6 separate regions of the Mus musculus genome follow, and all the other regions are linked to region 4. Evidence: chromatin contacts called from public HiCAR-type, HiChIP or PLAC-seq and Micro-C data. All regions are on one chromosome and are shown on one strand. Each heading gives the region's core, a stretch centred on a gene start, on an enhancer-like site or on the middle of the called end of the contact. The rest is flanking DNA. Distances are from core to core; before and after follow the strand shown.

Evidence for each region. Hi-C and Micro-C count contacts between places; a contact is called where the count stands out from the background. HiCAR-type assays count read pairs that join an accessible place to other places. HiChIP or PLAC-seq counts read pairs in DNA pulled down with a chosen protein or histone mark.
Region 1: a contact with region 4 is called in an H3K4me3 HiChIP or PLAC-seq map of bone marrow-derived macrophages, with 2.3 times the contacts expected there. The contact joins the enhancer-like site here to the promoter of Fam20c in region 4. A contact is called at or near these places in 4 of 39 promoter capture datasets (cranial neural crest, hematopoietic stem and progenitor cells, hippocampal neurons and 1 more), 3 of 115 datasets of contacts at active chromatin or transcription factors (bone marrow-derived macrophages, embryonic stem cells and pancreatic cancer cells) and 2 of 9 other capture datasets (adipose tissue and pancreatic islet).
Region 2: a contact with region 4 is called in a Micro-C map of embryonic stem cells, with 2.7 times the contacts expected there. The contact joins the promoter of Zfp157 here to the promoter of Fam20c in region 4. A contact is called at or near these places in 4 of 39 promoter capture datasets (the 3T3-L1 cell line, hippocampal neurons, liver and 1 more), 2 of 484 Hi-C or Micro-C datasets (embryonic stem cells and neural progenitor cells), 3 of 115 datasets of contacts at active chromatin or transcription factors (astrocytes, bone marrow-derived dendritic cells and bone marrow-derived macrophages) and 1 of 9 other capture datasets (pancreatic islet).
Region 3: a contact with region 4 is called in an H3K4me3 HiChIP or PLAC-seq map of embryonic stem cells, with 22 read pairs. The contact joins the promoter of Prkar1b here to the promoter of Fam20c in region 4. A contact is called at or near these places in 5 of 115 datasets of contacts at active chromatin or transcription factors (embryonic forebrain, embryonic stem cells and forebrain) and 4 of 9 other capture datasets (adipose tissue, embryonic stem cells, liver and 1 more).
Region 5: a contact with region 4 is called in a HiCAR-type map of astrocytes, with 2.4 times the contacts expected there. The contact joins the enhancer-like site here to the promoter of Fam20c in region 4. A contact is called at or near these places in 9 of 39 promoter capture datasets (the 3T3-L1 cell line, HPC-7-derived erythroid cells, cranial neural crest and 5 more), 1 of 484 Hi-C or Micro-C datasets (the HL-1 cell line), 11 of 115 datasets of contacts at active chromatin or transcription factors (astrocytes, bone marrow-derived macrophages, cardiomyocytes and 4 more) and 1 of 9 other capture datasets (adipose tissue).
Region 6: a contact with region 4 is called in an H3K4me3 HiChIP or PLAC-seq map of bone marrow-derived macrophages, with 2.9 times the contacts expected there. The contact joins the enhancer-like site here to the promoter of Fam20c in region 4. A contact is called at or near these places in 2 of 39 promoter capture datasets (frontonasal cranial neural crest and liver) and 3 of 115 datasets of contacts at active chromatin or transcription factors (astrocytes, bone marrow-derived macrophages and embryonic stem cells).

The regions. Positions count from the first base shown.
Region 1 is chr5:139,013,901-139,016,600 of GRCm38.p6, reverse strand. No RefSeq gene overlaps it. Among named protein-coding and RNA genes, the nearest start is that of Pdgfa, 20 kb to the right of the region's middle. Within about 2 kb of position 1,335, at least 73 of the 459 cell types and tissues checked have an H3K27ac peak or open chromatin away from gene starts, as enhancers often do. A contact at or near this core is called in adipose tissue, bone marrow-derived macrophages and pancreatic cancer cells, where this site is marked.
Region 2 is chr5:138,440,087-138,442,786 of GRCm38.p6, reverse strand. Zfp157 (zinc finger protein 157) reads right to left here and starts at 1,311. Exons shown (of 5, transcript NM_028130.3): 1 at 1,158-1,311. The coding sequence starts at 1,160.
Region 3 is chr5:139,128,430-139,131,129 of GRCm38.p6, reverse strand. Prkar1b (protein kinase, cAMP dependent regulatory, type I beta) reads left to right here and starts at 1,378. Exons shown (of 11, transcript NM_008923.3): 1 at 1,378-1,486.
Region 4 is chr5:138,753,708-138,756,417 of GRCm38.p6, reverse strand. It overlaps Fam20c (family with sequence similarity 20, member C), which reads right to left and starts at 1,337. Exons shown (of 10, transcript NM_030565.6): 1 at 193-1,337. The coding sequence starts at 782.
Region 5 is chr5:139,098,524-139,101,223 of GRCm38.p6, reverse strand. All of the region lies in intron 4 of Prkar1b (protein kinase, cAMP dependent regulatory, type I beta), which reads left to right. Among named protein-coding and RNA genes, the nearest start is that of Prkar1b, 30 kb to the left of the region's middle. Within about 2 kb of position 1,408, at least 70 of the 459 cell types and tissues checked have an H3K27ac peak or open chromatin away from gene starts, as enhancers often do. A contact at or near this core is called in the HL-1 cell line, astrocytes, hippocampal neurons and 1 more, where this site is marked.
Region 6 is chr5:139,059,388-139,062,087 of GRCm38.p6, reverse strand. The region is part of intron 6 of Prkar1b (protein kinase, cAMP dependent regulatory, type I beta); the gene reads left to right. Among named protein-coding and RNA genes, the nearest start is that of Pdgfa, 66 kb to the right of the region's middle. Within about 2 kb of position 1,352, at least 40 of the 459 cell types and tissues checked have an H3K27ac peak or open chromatin away from gene starts, as enhancers often do. A contact at or near this core is called in bone marrow-derived macrophages, where this site is marked.

The DNA of each region.
Region 1 (2,700 bases), core at 86-2,585, 260 kb before region 4:
TGGTGGCACACACCTTTAATCCCAGCACTTGGAAGGCAGAGACAAGTGGATTTCTGAGTTCGAGGTCAGCCTGGTCTACAGAGTGAGTTCCAGGACAGCCAAGGCTACAACAGAGAAACCCTGTCTTGAAAAAAAAAAAAAAAAGAAGAAGAAAGAAAAGAAAAAAGAATCCCCCAGTGAGCGGCTGGAGTGTGGTTCAGTGGTAGAGTCTATGCCTAGAATCCCCTAGTGAGGGGCAGGGGACATGGCTCTGTGGTAGAATAGCTGCCAAGCATGTGCCTTATGTGGGCTCAATATCCTTGTAGAAGCAAGCAAATAAAGTCAAAATGGCAAGTGTTTTGTTACTATCTGCATGCACAGTATATTGAAGCTATCACTACACCCTTCTACAGATGGTCATCTTCCTACTCCAAATTGCACACATTAGATATGAACTCCCCATCCCCACCCCTACTCTTCTACTTTCTGTAACTCCATATATCCAAACCAAAGTCTATAATATCTTCCCCTCTTCTTCTCCCTTTCCCTTTCCCTCTCCCTCTCCCCCTCCCCTCATTCTCTCTCTCTCTCTCTCTCTCTCTCTCTCTCTCTCTCTCTCTCTCTCTCTCTCTCTCTCTCTCTCTCATCTATCAATTTTGAGACAAAGTCTCACTATAGCGCTCTTACTGGTGTCCAGCTCATGAAATCCTCCTGCTTCAGTTCAACTAGTTTCATTTCTACATTGTCAGTGCAAATGGAGGGCTGTGTTGGCCAGACCTCTGTTTGTTAGAGGTGTCCTAGGCATAGTCAAATAGATAGGGCCCAGCCCCAGCCTCATACCCATGTCTGATACCCTACTGACTAAACCTTGAGAGGGAAGAGATTGGCTGGTGCCACTGGGCAAATTTCTTATGGGTACAAGTGGGAACTGGGATAGAGAACACATCTCCATTTCATTATGGTCTCTGTCCTTTGCCAGCTGTGGTGGGCAGTTTGCTTGCCTTGAGAGCAGGGCAGATTATGGGAGCCTTCCATCATCGAATTATTATTCTCCTCAGCTCACTTTTCACCTATCCATGAATTCACACGAGTTCACTTTTCATTCACCCTTGGTTCTTTCCCACATCCCAAGCCCTTTCTATGAGTCCTCAGCCATAAGCCACCTTCCCTGCCAAAACCATTTCCTTGAGGCCCGGGTTTTCTGACTATGAAGACAGAAGTCTGTTGTGGCTGGGTGCCAGCAGGTGGGGCTCAGCCCTGCTGGTCTGATGGCCTTGGCTGGCCCTTCCAGACAGTGGACAGTACTGACCTTGGCTGGCCATTTCAGTCCATGGACAGTCCCAGCCTCACTCCCCCAGTTCCGCTGAATCAGCTGGGCTGGCGGGTGACTCATGTTGAGGTCAGGCCCCCTGGCTGTATTCTGGGGAGACAAGCAGCAGCCTCCTGCAAGACTGGGGCTGGGTGACTTCACATCCAGAGTACCCTGGTCCTAGCTTTAGATTTAGTGTCCCCTTCTGCTCCCCCCACCCCTACTTTCAGTTAGTTTACTTCCTCTGAGATCAGCTGGCCCTGGTCCTGCCAGGAAGTCTTCATTGACCCAGCCTGGCTGCTTTCTAGCTGCACTTGCCTCTGTGATGTCACCACATTGGGAAGCTGGTGCCTGAGGCCTCCTCCACCATCTCCAGCTCCAGTTGGTTGGTAATGATCCTGCTTCATCCTGTCTGTGTCCTGTCTGTGCCCATAGACTAAGAGGCTAGTATGGGTAACAGTGTTATACTGTCTTTAAAAATTAAAGTAAAAATAAAAACAAATGTAAGCTGGGAGTGGTGGTGTATGTCTTTAATCCTAGCACTCAGGAGGCCAAGGCAGGGGGATCTCTGTGAGTATGAGGCCAGCTTGGTCTACAAAGCAAATTCCAGGACAGCCAGGGTTACCTACATAGTGAGATACTGTCTCAAAAACAAAAACAAACAAAAAAATCCCATACAAATGTATATGCACGCGCGTGTGGGCGCATGTGTGTGCATACACCTCCTCCAACCATGTCCCCCTTTTTACTAGGCTAGCTGGCCATCAAGTCCCTGGAACCTCCCTATTTCTGCTGCCCAGTGCTAGGATCACAGCTACACAGTGCCACACCTGGCTTTTTGCATGGGTGCTGGGGACTAACTTGGGTTCTCGTGTCTGTGCATCAAGCACTTTACCCAATGAACCACCTCCCCAACACCATTGCTCTTGTTTGAGATAGAATCTCTCACTGGTCTGGAATTTGTCAAGTAGGCTAGGTTGGCTGGCTGGCCATGGAGGCCCAGGTATCTTCCACTTTTCTAGCACTGGGATTACATTTATGCCCCAACATGGCTTCTCCCTCCCTCCCCCCTTTTCCTTCTTTAGCAGTGCCACTGTGTAGTCTAGACTTGAGATCCTCCCCTCTCAGCCTCCCAGGTGTTGGGATTGCAGATGTGTGATATCAAGCCTTGCTCCTAGTTTTTATTATCTGTTTGGCAAAAGGCAAGTTGCTTAACTTCTCAGAGCTTCGATGATCTCACCATGAACGGGGAGGAGTATTTGCCTCGAAGGCCTGGTTTTAGCAGGGCATGGGATTGTGGATAAGGTGTGTTAACTCAGCAAAAGAAGCTCACAGGCTCAAAGTTATCATGGCATAGAACATCACATCTGATCATGCATAATGACAAGCACATCAGCTGTAGTACCCACAGT
Region 2 (2,700 bases), core at 62-2,561, 310 kb after region 4:
CTAAAATAAATAAATAAATAAGCAAACAAACTGTAAAAAAATTAGGAAGCTAAAAAACACATAAATAAAAATCTGTAAATGAAGTGAAATTGTGAAGAACAGGAAGAGGCTCACAAGGCCCCATTTCTCCTTGAGGATGTATAGGCAGTTAATGGTTGCATAGGGAGAGGCTCAGGAGAGCCTCTTTATTCCGTAGTATAGTAGTATAGACAATGGTGGGGCCCATGCTCCTGTAACTAACCTTCTTCCTATGTAGAAGTCGGGGGGGTCATTTAAAAAAAAAAAAAAAACTAATACTAAGGGGAAGTACTGGAAAAGAGGAAGAGAATCTGAGGGAGTAGGAAAAGGACCGGGAGGATAACAGAGGTTAGGTAGAAGAAAATACAACATTACACATAGATATAAGATGTAATGAAATGAAAGTCACTACGGTGTACCATTAATATATAAATGCTAAAATCGTGAAAGGAAAAAAAAAAGGACAAGTAACTAACTGGCTTAGGGCAGAGCACTACCTTGCATAAATGAATTCCTAGACTCCATCCCTAGAAATAGAGAGCCAGAGGCAGAAGACAGAGGGAGAGTGAAGGAAACAGCAGAGAGGAGAAGAAGTACCTACTCCGGGTCACTCAGGGACTCCCGGGACTTGAAGGACCGGGCTCATGAACAAAACGTGATGGGCTGAGATGGGTTGAGAGGTGAGGAAGTGGGCGGGGAAGGTCATGCTCACGGGCTTCCATAGAGGTTCTGAGATAGAAACATCACAAGATTGTGACTTGAGAAGCCAGGGACAAACGTGGAGATGCAAGATGAAGAGACGGGGCGGGGCGCCGGCTGCAGAAAAATCCTGGGGAGGCCGATGGCCTTGAGGGCCCAGAGACCAAGAAGGCAGCAATCCCCCATGCTGGTCAAAGTCCTACCAGATCTGGAGGCGGCCGACAAACTCCCGGCCGCGCTTGGGCAGTCATAAGTCCCGCAGTCCCGGTGTCCCCACCTAGGAGGCATCCATAGCAGCCCTGGTCATGGGAATCACGCGGACGCGACAAGACCCCCGAGCTGCAGCAGCCAGCTCAGCCTGGCCACAGCGCAGGCAGCAGGGGCACAAGCGACCCCGATGCGGGACGCGGGGCTAGGGGCCTTGTCGTGGGTAAACGCACCATTTCGGGACTCAGGTGAGCGCCCCGCCTCGCGCTGGGTGTCCAGGTACCAGCGAGTCACACGGCGACAGACACTAGGTGCAATCCAGAACACAGAGCTGGGAGAAGAAAGCGGCCACAGATGCCAAGATGGCGGGGTCAGCAACAACGTACGCAAGGCCCGCCTCCTCCCTTCCGACCGTGTGTCTGATTGGGTAGCCTTCAGTCTATTGTGTCTGATAGGGTAGCGCTTCAGGTCCACCCTGAGTGACAGTTCACGCTTCAACCCAGGGGTGGATGAAGCCAGAATTGACAAGGCCTTGCTTTCATGGGTAAATTAAGGCAGGGCTTCCTGTGACAGAACCTCCTTCCTTTTTGTTTTCACTTAACCTTGTAAATAAAGTATCTGAAAATGTGTGAATTGTATATAAATCTATATACATTGTTCGTGCCCTATGTATTCCAAGAACAAATTTAAGTATTCACTTAAAACAATCAAAACAAACATTTGGATTTGATTTTAAAAACTACCATTTAGGAAACCAATGCTGCTATGGATGCTTTTCATTGTTTACCTTAAGAAATATTTGAAAACATGTATAATGCATCCCACATACATGCAAAATATTTCCATTCCTTGGTCTTTAATCCCAGCACAAACAGAGGCCTACTGGTTTCTTTCTTTCTTTCTTTCTTTCTTTCTTTCTTTCTTTCTTTCTTTCTTTCTTTCTTTTTTTTTTTTTTCTATTTCCAACATAAACAATAATCAAATCTCTGTTATTAGGTCACCTTCCCAAGAAAGCTAGGGACATTCATACAGATGTGTATGCAAGGAATACATTTTCTCTTGTAACAATGTAGCCGAACAAGGGATCATGTCTTGAATTTGTTCTTTGATTTTAGCTAGGCAAAGCCTCACAGCATACATGGATATCATGCATAGTTCAGGCATCACAAACCATAGAACTTGTGATTGTAACTTCTGACATCATAGCAAAGGTTTCCAGTGGAATAAAGAACCAGTGAAATCAGAGTCCAGGATCTAGAACCCAGGCATTAATACGGTTAAAATGCTTTCCAGAGTAATTCAGTATGACTCCAGTCCCCCAAGACAATAGCTGTCAAGGATTACTTCGTAGTGGTTTCTTAAATTCCTTACTAATTATTTTTGAACAAACTTCTATTCTCCCCAGATTGAACAAAAGCAACAGAACAAAAAAAAAAAATCAGATTCATTCAAGCATAGCTTGGTATATTATCTCAGTCAGTGTTCTTTTGCTGTGAAGAGACACCATAACCAAGGCAATGGCTTTTAAAAAAGAAAGCATTTAACGGGGGCTTGCTTACAGTTTCGGCCATTTAGTCTATGACTCTCAAGGTAAGGAGCATGGTGGCACACAGACAGAAATGTGCTGGAGAAGTAGCTGAGAGTTCTACATCCAGATCTGCAGACAGCAGGGAGAGAGACACTGGGTCTGTCTTGGGCTCTGAAATCTCAAAGCTCATTGCTAGTGGCACACTTCTTCCAGCAAGGGTACATCTACCCCCAACAAGGTCACACCTC
Region 3 (2,700 bases), core at 129-2,628, 370 kb before region 4:
TCTTCTTCTTCTTTTTCTTCTTCTTCTTCTTCTTCTTCTTCTTCTTCTTCTTCTTCTTCTTCTTCTTCTTCTTCTTCTTCTTTTTTGGTTTTTTGAAACAGGGTTTCTCTGTATAGCCCTGGCTGTCCTGGAACTCACTCTGTAGACCAGGCTGACCTTGAACTCAGAAATATGCCTGCCTCTGCCTCCCAAGTGCTGGGATTAAAGGCATGCACCACCATGCCCGGCTGAGCAGTGTCTTTTTTTTATTTTATTTTATTATTTTTGTTTATTTTATCATATACTTGTTTTGTTTTATTATTAATTTCATTCTAGATTTGATTTTATTCGAGACAGAACCTCATGTAGCCTAGGCTGGCCTCAAACTTGCTATTGTAGGCAAACATACAATACAGACAATGCGCTGCTCCTGTTGCTACACCCCACGTGCTGGGATCACTGGTGTGTGCTGCCATGTTGGTGCATTGCTGGTGATGGGACCCTGAGCTCCTGCATGCTAGGCAAGCACGATATCAACTGAGCCCTGTTCCAAAGCAGCAAGTCCTTTTACAGCAGTTTTCCTTCACATTGGCAGGAAGAGGTGTGGGCCACCGCCAGCCCTGCCTGCTGAGAGCACAGGCCAGGTTGGTGGCCATGTGGAGACATGTGTGTCAGGAGGAGGAGGGCTGGTGAATGTGGCAAGAGGTATCAGGCAGCTGGGCAATGGGGTACCCCTGAACGATAGGGAATGTGGGCAGGTGAGTGGAGGAACAAATTCAGGGAGCTGGTCAGTGTAGATAGACGAGTGGGGAGCTGGTGAATGGAAGAACAGATTGGGGAACAGGGTGTGAGCACAGGTGAGTCAGGACAGGTGAGTGGGGGGAATACGTGGTGGACTGGAGAATATAGACAGGCCAGAAGATTGGAGATGTCTTCTCCAGCACCTTTGAGTCTCATCCTTCCTCCTGCAGCTCAGATCACTGGGAGAAGATGGACTCTGTTTCCACAGGAGCAGATGGCGCAGGACAGGATGCGTGCGTGGTGGCTAATTTTTGCTACAGGCCTCGGCTTTAGAGTGGGCAGGCACTGAATGAGACTCAGAATGACAGCTCAGACAGAGCACGGTGCCACTGTGCCCTGAGCAGAGAGAGCATCTAGGCCCGGAAGGAGCGGCGCCAGCCAGGTCGGGCTAGCTTAGGAAGAGAGGAATGGGGTGGTAGGAGGTCCGGGTGGCAGGACCTGTGTGTGTGCGGGGACGCGGGGCCTGCGCGACAGAGCTCTGGTGTGTCCCTGGCATTCAGAGACAGCTGTGGGGCGGTCCCTGGGGAGGACAGCGGTCGGTGGGCGACCCGCGCGGGCGCGGTGCGCGGGGCCTGGCGGCCGGCGGCGACGCGCAGCGGGGGCGGGCGGAGGGCGGCGCCGCTGCAGTGCGGGGACCCGCTCGCCGTCCCCGCGTCCCCGCGTCCTCGCGCAGCCTCCTCCGGCCTCGGGCACCGCGCATCTACAGGTACGCAGGCTGGGGTGGGGTCTGTGTAGGGACCCGGCCCTATCTGGAGCTGGGTGTCAGCGGGAACTGGGGTGGGGTGGGGGACTCACGGGGACACGAGGGATTTGGGGAGGGGCGCAATCAGCCCCGCGGGGCTACGCGGGTGGAGGCGGGGGTGGGGTGGGGGGAGAACTGTTGGCGTCCAAGGTGGTACCAGGCCTTTGTAAAAGCTCTCAGGACAGGGTTGGGTTGGTCCCCTGTACCCACCAGGGTCTGGAGGCGCCTTGCACTCACCACCATCTGGGGGCGTCCCCAACTCTCCTCTGGTGGGCCCAGGGTTTGGGGACCGAGTCACGGTATGTGTGTGTGTGTGTGTGATTCCCCATCCTTCTGAGGCTAGGTGTACCTCCTCGTCCTCATCCGCCATGGGGTCCCCTCAACCCCAAGGCCTCTAGGCTGGATGATTCCAATCAGTGTGGGGCGGGGCGATGACCTGGACGTTGTGACTCAACACTGCGCAGGACACTCACTAGAGCCTTCTAGAGCCTTCGGGCCTCTGTTACTGTCTTCCAAGCCCCCCACCCCCACCCCTCAGCTCACTTCCATTGTTTTCTTTACCCTCTTTGCCTTTCTCATGAAACAAGCCACCCCAATCCTTTGACAGCACCCCCCTCGCGCCCCACCCACCCGCGCTGGGGCCTTAGATCGTGACAACATCAACCTTAAAAGGGGGGAGAGTGTGGATGAAAAAAAAAATGAAGCATCATGGTTTGCATAGTGGGGGCGCCAAACACCCAACTTATTCCACCTGAAATTTCTCAGAAATGGAGAGAGAACCGTATGCAAATCATACTTGATCTCTTTCATCCCTGAAGGAACCTGTTCCGAAGTAAGGAAGGCGTTTGAGCCTTTGAGTGATGAACTAACTCATCAGAGAAAACCCTTTGACAAACGTGACTTCTGGCGTTATACACACTGGAGTTAATCATTAACAATAAACCTTACATGCTGGGAGGCCCTCTTCCACTGATGTACAGCCCTATGTTATTTTTTTAATTAAATGTTTTGTGTGCATGCGTCTCTCTCTCTCTCTCTCTCTCTCTCTCTCTCTCTCTCTCTCTCTGTGTGTGTGTGTGTGTGTGTGTGTGTGTGTGTGTGTGTGTAGAAGGCCAGTGGTTGGTCTTGGGTGCATTCCTTGACCACTTTCCACCTTATACAGTGAGGCACAGTTTCTC
Region 4 (2,710 bases), core at 88-2,587:
TAGAATCATTGTGAAGACAAAGGCAAGAGGCACATCTGCCCCGCCCACCAGGGATCCCTACCAGCCTCTTCTAAGGGTCCCCCAAAGGTACACAAAATGCCTGGCGTGTGAAATAGCTTTCTAGTGGGGTGTCTTTATTCCCGAAGGGTCGGACGCGCTAGCCCCACCCCAAACCTCCTCTTCTCTGCTCACCAGTCAGGATTCTCTGCTGCCTTGGGGTTAAACCTGATGTCGCTGTTCACATTAAACAGGACGTCGTCCTCTGTCAGAGGAGGCACAGCCCCCTGGTAGAGAGGGTGCTCAAACAACTTGGCTAAGAGCGATCCGTCCCCGCTGGGGCCAGGGGGCGGTACCCGCGGTCGGGGCCCCGGGTCTCGAAGCAGCGGCCGATGCGCTGGGTCACGGGGTGGCGGGGAACGGGGCTCCTGACCCCGCGGAGCGTGATCCACCGGCTCTGCTGCAGAAGGCAGCTTCTCCAAGGAGTGGGAGGTTAGGTTAGAGGCTGGATCTGAGCTGAAGTCTTGCAGGATGCGCAGTGTGTGTTTGTTGGGCCAGCCTGCGTCGCCACCGGCGGACTCCCCCGGTCTGCTCCTTGCCTGGGCCCAGCCTGGACCAGCTGCCTCTGCTGCCGGCTGAGCGCAGGAGCAACCGGGCTCCCCGGAGGATCGCGTGGCGCGTCGGTCCAGCTTGGGTAGCAGGTCAACAGCAATGTGCAAAGCGCAAGCCAGTAGGAATACTACCAGGATGAGCACGCGAAACCTGCGCACCAGTATCATCTTCATGGCCGCGCAGGCCAGCGGGCTGGGGGGTTCGGGACGCGCGCTCCACCGGTGCCCCTCAGCTTGGCACCAAGCCCGCAACGACCCGCGGGTCAAGGTCCATTCAGTGTACTAGCAGCTAGCAGCTCGGGGGCTGTCCCCAGACTTGGACGTCGTGAAGGACAACCGCCACCAAAGCACCAGCTCTCCAGGCCATTTCGGGGGGCGGCCAGCGGCCCTCGTCGGTGGAGCGGGTGGCAGTGGTGACAGGGAACGCAGGGGCGTACGAGGGTCTCCGGGACGGCGACCACACTCAGCGGGCGTGTAAGCAGAAGGCGCGGCTGTTCATCCCGTCCAAGGCGCGACAGATCCGATCCAGAGCGCGGTGCTCCCGCTGGGCCATGCCGGGTCCTGGGCAGGCGACAAAGCGGCTCCTCTGTTCTGTCAGGCTGAGGCTGGGAGACCGGGCTGGAGAGACAGAGGCGAGAAGGGGAGCGCGAGGGGGCGCGCAGGGAGAGGCGACGATCTGGCAGGTGCAGCAGGCCGACCCGGAGCGCAGCGCCCGCACCGCCTAGCTCCAGGCGCCCCGCGCCCGGCCCGCTGATATCCGAGCGCGCCGGAGCCGCCCCCCGCGTCAGCGCCCGCAGATTGGCGGAGCCGTGGCCCCGCGAGGCCCGGCCGGCCCGGCGCTAGCCCGCGCTCCCCTCTCTCCTCCCCCTTGGCCGCGCCCCGCGGTGTCGCCGCGCCTCCTCCGCGCTGAGCCGGGAGCCAGAGAGGCCCGGCTGGGAACCCGCAGGCAGCGGTGGCTTCGGCCCTGTGCGCGCGGCTCTCGGCCTGGTAGCCTGCGTCCCTGAAGCTCCACGCGCCGCCAGTTGCAGCCGCACAGCTCCTCCCCGGCGAGTGGAGGCCAGAAAACAGGCCAAGTCCCTCCCCGAAGCCCGCGGGGCGTCTGCGCGGCCGGACAAGCTCCTCTCCGGGCGGTGTCCTGGCACCTCGGGTACCCGCAGCCCACTAGGTGGAGGACGAAGAGACGACGTTGCCACGCGGCGGAGAGAACGGCGGAGGAGCGCGTTGGGCCCCCGATCCGATGGGACTCCAGAAGCTCGGCAAGGCTGCCGGGCCCACCCCACCCCAGGGGACACGCCTGCGCCTTAACCCTGGCGGCGCCGCGCGGAGCCTGGCTGAGTGGCGCGGATGCGCGGGCGGTGGGCGGGGCGCGTCTCGCTGCCTGCCCTCTGGGATGCTAAATCGGGGTGCACAGTAAAAAGAGATCTGCTTTCACCACGTGGCTTCATTTGTGGCCACAGGGCTTCTGGATCCCCAACCCCTAGTAGGAAGTAGGAATCTCTGGGAATTTCTGCTAAAATTCTGGGAAGGTAAGCGTGAGAGGGTCAGCCACAGATCCACAAGCTGAGCAGACCTCAGGGCTTCAAGCACCTGCAGATTTCCACAGCAGCCCAAGCCAACTGCTGTGTAAGGGACTGAGGGGCGGAGTCTGTGCTCTACGGAGCCCCTCTTTGTCATGCTCTCTTGGCTGTGCTCCCCGGCCCTGGAATGCTCTCAGCTCGAGTTCTCTATGAATCAAGTGCACAACTCATGTTCTTTCTGAAGATTCAGCGACAAGTCTGTGTTAGTTGACGTTCAGTAGACACCCACTAGCTGCTTGTTAGGGACGAAGAGAGTCGCAGCCAGCTAGCTGGTCAGCAAAGGTGCCTCCTAGGCCTTTAGAAAGGAAGAGAGGGTGGAGTTCCACACTCCTGTAACAGGAGCTGATGCCTGTGTTGGGCAGCATAGTGGAAACCCAAGAGTGCAGTGGGTGGGGTCTTAATAGAGGTGCACTCCCCAAGAAGGTATGGCTTACATCATGAAAACTGAGGCATTCTGCATTCATCCGGCCCTCCCACTCACACAGACAATGAGTTTGTGTGTGGAGATGGTGGGCCTGAGGTGGG
Region 5 (2,700 bases), core at 159-2,658, 340 kb before region 4:
TTAGCTGATAAGATCTGAGACAGTCAGTTGTGTTCCTAGTCGGCACCTATTGAAGGCTCTCTGGGCTTTTGCCCAAGGTTTGAACTTGTGGCTTCAGTTTCCTTTCTTGTCCTCTGCCGAAGGCAACAACACACATCAGAAGCAGAGCCAGCATCCTAGCCTGTCGTGTCTCCATGATGACAGGTCATGTCATCTTCTCTCTACCACCTGCATAGGGATGAGAACACTGAGCATTCTGGATATGTGCAGCCAAGAGAGCTGGCTCCTGCTGCTGGGAGCATCCTCAGAACACTCAGTATGTGGGGGTCCTTGTGTCCTGAGGTGACTTCCATGTGCCCTGGTGGGTGATGGGGTCCTGAGCTAGATAATGGTGCAAGCACACTTGTGTATATGATCACTTAGATACAACTTCGGGTGTGTTAAAATGTCTTTGGAGAGAGTTGTGTACATTGTGACTGTGATGACATTCTCTGGGCTTCAATGTCAAGTGAGGGTAAGAAGACCTACTATACAGCAAAGCCCATATGTGTATGATTGTTAGAGTCATCACCATCAGCATTAGTATCACCATCTCTCCATTGCACTCCATTAATACGGTCCTCACCATCATCCCACCATCACCATCATCCCCACCATCCCCTTCATCCCCTTCATCCCCACCATCTCCTTCATTCCCCACCATCCCCTTCATTCCCCATTACCATTGCCAGCATCAGCACAGTTACCAGCACCACCATCTCTAAATTTGTAAATTATAATTAAGTGAATCTATGTAAGTATGGGCATGGGTACATGAGAGTGCCTGTGGAAGTCGGAGTCATTGGATCCTCGTAAGCTGGAGTCAGAGGCAATTGTGAGCCCCACAACATGGGTTTGGGGAGTAGAACTCTTGTCCTCTGTAAGAGCAGTGTTTGTTCTTTTTTGTTGCTGTGTTGTTTTTTTTTTTTTTGAAACAGGGTTTCTTTGTATAGCCCTCCCTGTCCTGGAATTAGCTCTATAGATCAGACTCAGAGATCTGCCTGCCTCTTTTAACATACCAAGTGCTGAGATTAAAGGTGTGCACCACTGTGCCTGGCTTCAGTATTTACCCTTAACAGCTAAGCCATCATCTCTCCAGCCCCATCGTTGCCACTGTCACTTGTCACCATAATTGCCATCATCATGACACTTCCATCTATTCTTCCCTCTGTCCTTTGGCTGGGTGGCCAGGCAGCAACTATCAGTGGGCTTCTCCCTATCTCTTCTCTTCATTCCTCAGAGACTGGACCTGCTGCCAAATGCACTTGCACACAGTCCCCCACTGTGACTCAGCACTTAGGAAGTGCCAGTGTCACCATGAGACCACTTCAGGAGAGCCTCAGTTAGTTGGCAGGCTGCTGTGGACTTTGAGACACCCACGCTCAGAAGGAAGGTCTCCAGAGGCTGTTCTATACAAAAGAGCTCCCCAGGGCCCAGTCTAGGGAAGGCTTTTGTCCCTGGTTCTGGAACTAGCATCAAGTGTCCAAGTTGGGGGTTGAACCAGGTTGTCACTTCCCCACCACCTGCCCCTTCATGACCCCTCTGTGCAGAGTCAACATGCTCTTGGCAAGTACCCCAGGTGGCAGCAAGTATGCCCTTCTGGTTAGTGTCTCCATCAGAGGCCAGCAGGCCCTCACCCCTCCCACTGAAGCAGGGCAGTTACTGCTTGGCTAGAGTCCCAGCATCCTCAAAATACAGCTCCCAGGGCACTCAGAAGCCCTGGGATGCTCTGGGAAGGAGGTGGAGACTCTTGGGGCTCCATCCTTTTCCTTCCCAGGTGTTTGATGGGTGCCCCAAGAGGGCGCATGACTGAGCCCTAGGGGCCAAGCAGTGTGGTAATTAGGAAGCATTGCGTGTTTGCGGCATGTGTTGGGCCCTCGGCTGGGGGCCTCATTACCTGAGCCAACAGAAGGGCTGCCAGGTGCATCACCCAGTAGCTGGGTTCTCTGCTGCTCTAATTAAAATCTCCCGGCCTCTGGCCTGAGCCTGGCTCCCACAGCTGTCTCCTGTTATCTGTGTGGTCTCACTTCCTCCCACCCGCCTATCTCTGCAGCTTGTTTTTGCACAAATTGGCTCTGGGCCTCAGGTGATGGGAAAAACACGCTGTCTGCCGAGTCATATGCAGCCAGGGGAGCTGGCTCCCGCTGCTGGGCGCATTCTCGGCCCCCTTCCTTCTCTCCAGCCTGGCAAGGGCTTTGAGGCTCTGTGCTTCCCTTCCAGGCAGTGTTGAAAAACAAAATTAGCATTTTTGTAAAAATACGAAGCCTCATTTTGAAGAGAAGCTTAATGGCCTACAGAATCAGATTCGGTTTTCTTCTTCATGAAGTCAGGTTTGCCCTGGGCTAAGGTTAGCGAGTCTTTGGCTGTATCCAGGGACTTGGATAAGAAATGGAATCTGAAGTTGGAAACTTGCCTTAATGATACTAGCTCCATGTTCTATCATCTTTTCTCTCTCTCTCTCTTCCATTCTCCCTCCCTGCCTCCCTTCCTTCCTTTTTTTCTTATTTGGAAGCACGGGGAATTGAACCTAGGGCCTTGTACATGTTAGATGAGTACTCTACTGCTGAGCCATACTCTGGCCTCTCACTGGGGGATTCTAGGCAGGTGTGAGGAATATAACTTTTCCTTGTTTAATTTTAATTTTGAGACAAGTTCTTGCCAAGTACGGGAGGTAGGCTCTGT
Region 6 (2,700 bases), core at 103-2,602, 310 kb before region 4:
CTGAGCCATGCCCCCAGCCCCTCCCTGGGGGAGTCTAGGCAGGAGCTTCAGTGCTGAGCCACACCCTGCCCCCAGCCTTATTTCAATTGTCTTATTCAAGATCAAGAAAGCATTTCGTCTAAATGATAGTATAAGACTATAAAAGCCCAGTTTGGAAAGAGAGCTGTGTCTGGCAGGTGCAGGCCCAGTGGGGTTCTTTTTTTGCTTTCACAGAGCGTCTGCGTGGAAAGCAGCCTAAGATGTTCTCTTTGACTAGCAAGCTAGTTTAGCCTGCAAACTCTGGGGGCTTACAGTGGATGTTCGCGATTACCACATGGGCAGTAGCTTCCATGTTTGTAGACCCTAGAGGTACTGATGTGACATGGGGTGACTGTCAGCTTTTGTGCCAGCATGCACCCAAGCTTCACCAAGGGACTGTCAGAACAAAGAGCTCACGTGTTTATAGAGCATCCCCTACTCTCCCACACTCTCACTGTAATGTTAGAAGCATGCCCTCTAGAGACCCCTCCTCATGCTTTCAGCTGGCCCTCCCTCCTTCTACCTCCATGGCCACCCCTGCCCAAGCCCCCCCCCTCCGCCCCCCAGAGTTCTCTGATTGGGATGGCACTTATGTCCCCTTGTCTGGCTCCTGTTGTCAGAACATGTTTCCCTGAGCTCGGGGTCTGTTTTCTATCCAAATCCTCTATGTCTTTGTCCCTTCTGACATAGGGAGCCCATGGTTACTTTCTTACATCCTCCTCCCAAGCAGTGTGATGACACTGATCTCTGAGTCAGTCTGGGACCTCCTCTTGCCTGCGGGAGTCTGACCTACTGATGGACTGCCCCTGGGCCTGGGCTGGTATCGTCCTGATGGGTGTCCCCTCACTTGCTCTTGCTGTCACTCTGAGTATCTGCTTCTCCTTTAGTGTTGTAATCTATGTCAGCTCTTCGGGGTGGTATCAGCAGGTGTGCCACATGCCCTGCCCTGATCAATTGCTTATTTGGGGCTACTTTCTGTGATCCATTTCTTGAATTCTGTCTCTAGATGGAACAGAGGGCAGGGACAGAGTCTGCCCAGGACATTTCAGGGTCCTCAGCGTTGTGGGTCAGTTCCTAGGCCAGCCCCAGGGTCATTGCTGGGCTGTGGCTCAGCTTAGCCTCACCTTCTAATTAGCCATAGCTTATGCTCCACCTGTCCGAGGGGACTTGCTGTGCCCTCCTTGCCTCGGAGGTGTCTCGACCACACCCTGCCTGGTGCCCTGGGGTTAGGTGAGCTATTTTGGGCCTGGCCTCTGCTCCTAAGTCTATGTCCAGCCAGGCTATTTCTGGGAAAATCCTTTTCTGATTTCCCCAGCAGCCCAACTTTGTCCCACAATGCATTTCTGGGAACCGCACTGGCCCACCTGCTTCCGGAGACACCACATAGGAAGTGAGTCACTCAGGCGTCCCGAGTGGGGCACACGCAAAGCTGACCCCGTGAATCTGACAGCTCAACCCCTGGTCTGGGTCTCAGGGGAGGCAGGGCCTCCTGTCTCCCCAAACAAGGAAACTGAGTTGGGAGGTCGTGATCCCTTGGGCTACTCACTCAAGAGGAAGCATGAGGCAGACGATTAAAAAGAGGTTCTGATGTTAGTTAGGCTCTGCTGTGCCCTAGCTTCAGGTTAAAACAAACATCCATGAAGAACCCAGCTCAGAAAACAACTTGGTTACTGGCCTATGGTAGGGAGGGGAGAAGGCCTTTGCCCCTAGTAGCTTGTATAAGTGGGTCCCAAGGACCGCTGCTCTCTCTGTTGGAAGTTGCTTTGATGGATTGATATTGGTGGGAGGCATGGGTAACTCATTTTTAATTTTTGCTTTATGGTTGTTTGGGGGTTTTTGTTGTTGTTTGTTTTTTTGTTTTTAAAGATGGGGGTTGCCAGGTCGTAGTGGCACATGCCTTTAATCCTAGCACTTGTAGGCAAAGGCAGGCAGATCTCTGAGTTCAAGGTCAGTCTAGTCTACAGAGTGAGTTCCAGTCAGGGCTCCACAGAGAAACCCAAAATAAAATAAAATAAAATAAAATAAAATAAAATAAAATAAAATAAAAAATAAGGTCTCATGTAGCTCAGGCTAGCCTAAACTCATTATGTAGCCAAGGATGATCCTTAACTGTCAAGCCTCCTGCCTCCATCTCCTGAGACTTGAGATGACAGCATTGGTTTATACCATGCTGGGAATGTAATCTGGGGTTTCTTGCAGGTCAGGCAAATATTCTACCAAACCCCCATAGTTTGTACCCATAGCTCCTCTCCCAAGCTGTGAGCCTGGGTTGTTGCCCATTCCTGGCCCTAAACCCACCGCTCATTGCTCTGTCTTCTCCTTCCAGCCTGCTAACTCTTGATCTCCAGTGGCATTGCCAGCTCCCATTGGACCCCTGGGAATAGTCAACACGGATCTGCCCTGGGGGTGCTGTGGTCACTTCATGGGGTGGATGATGGGCGATCAACAGGAAATTAGTGACCAGCAGCTTACACCTCAGGGCTGGGCTTCCCCGGAATTCTCTGCTCGTAGCTTTGCTCCTCTGCCTTGCAAACTCTTATTCATCCTTCAATACCCTCCAGGCCCTGCTCCTCTTGTCTGCAGTGGAGTGTTGATAAATGCTGACCTTAGTGACAACAGAAGACTAGACACTCCCACTGCCGTAACCTGGGAGCTCATGTGGCTTCTGATCTGGGCCCATCC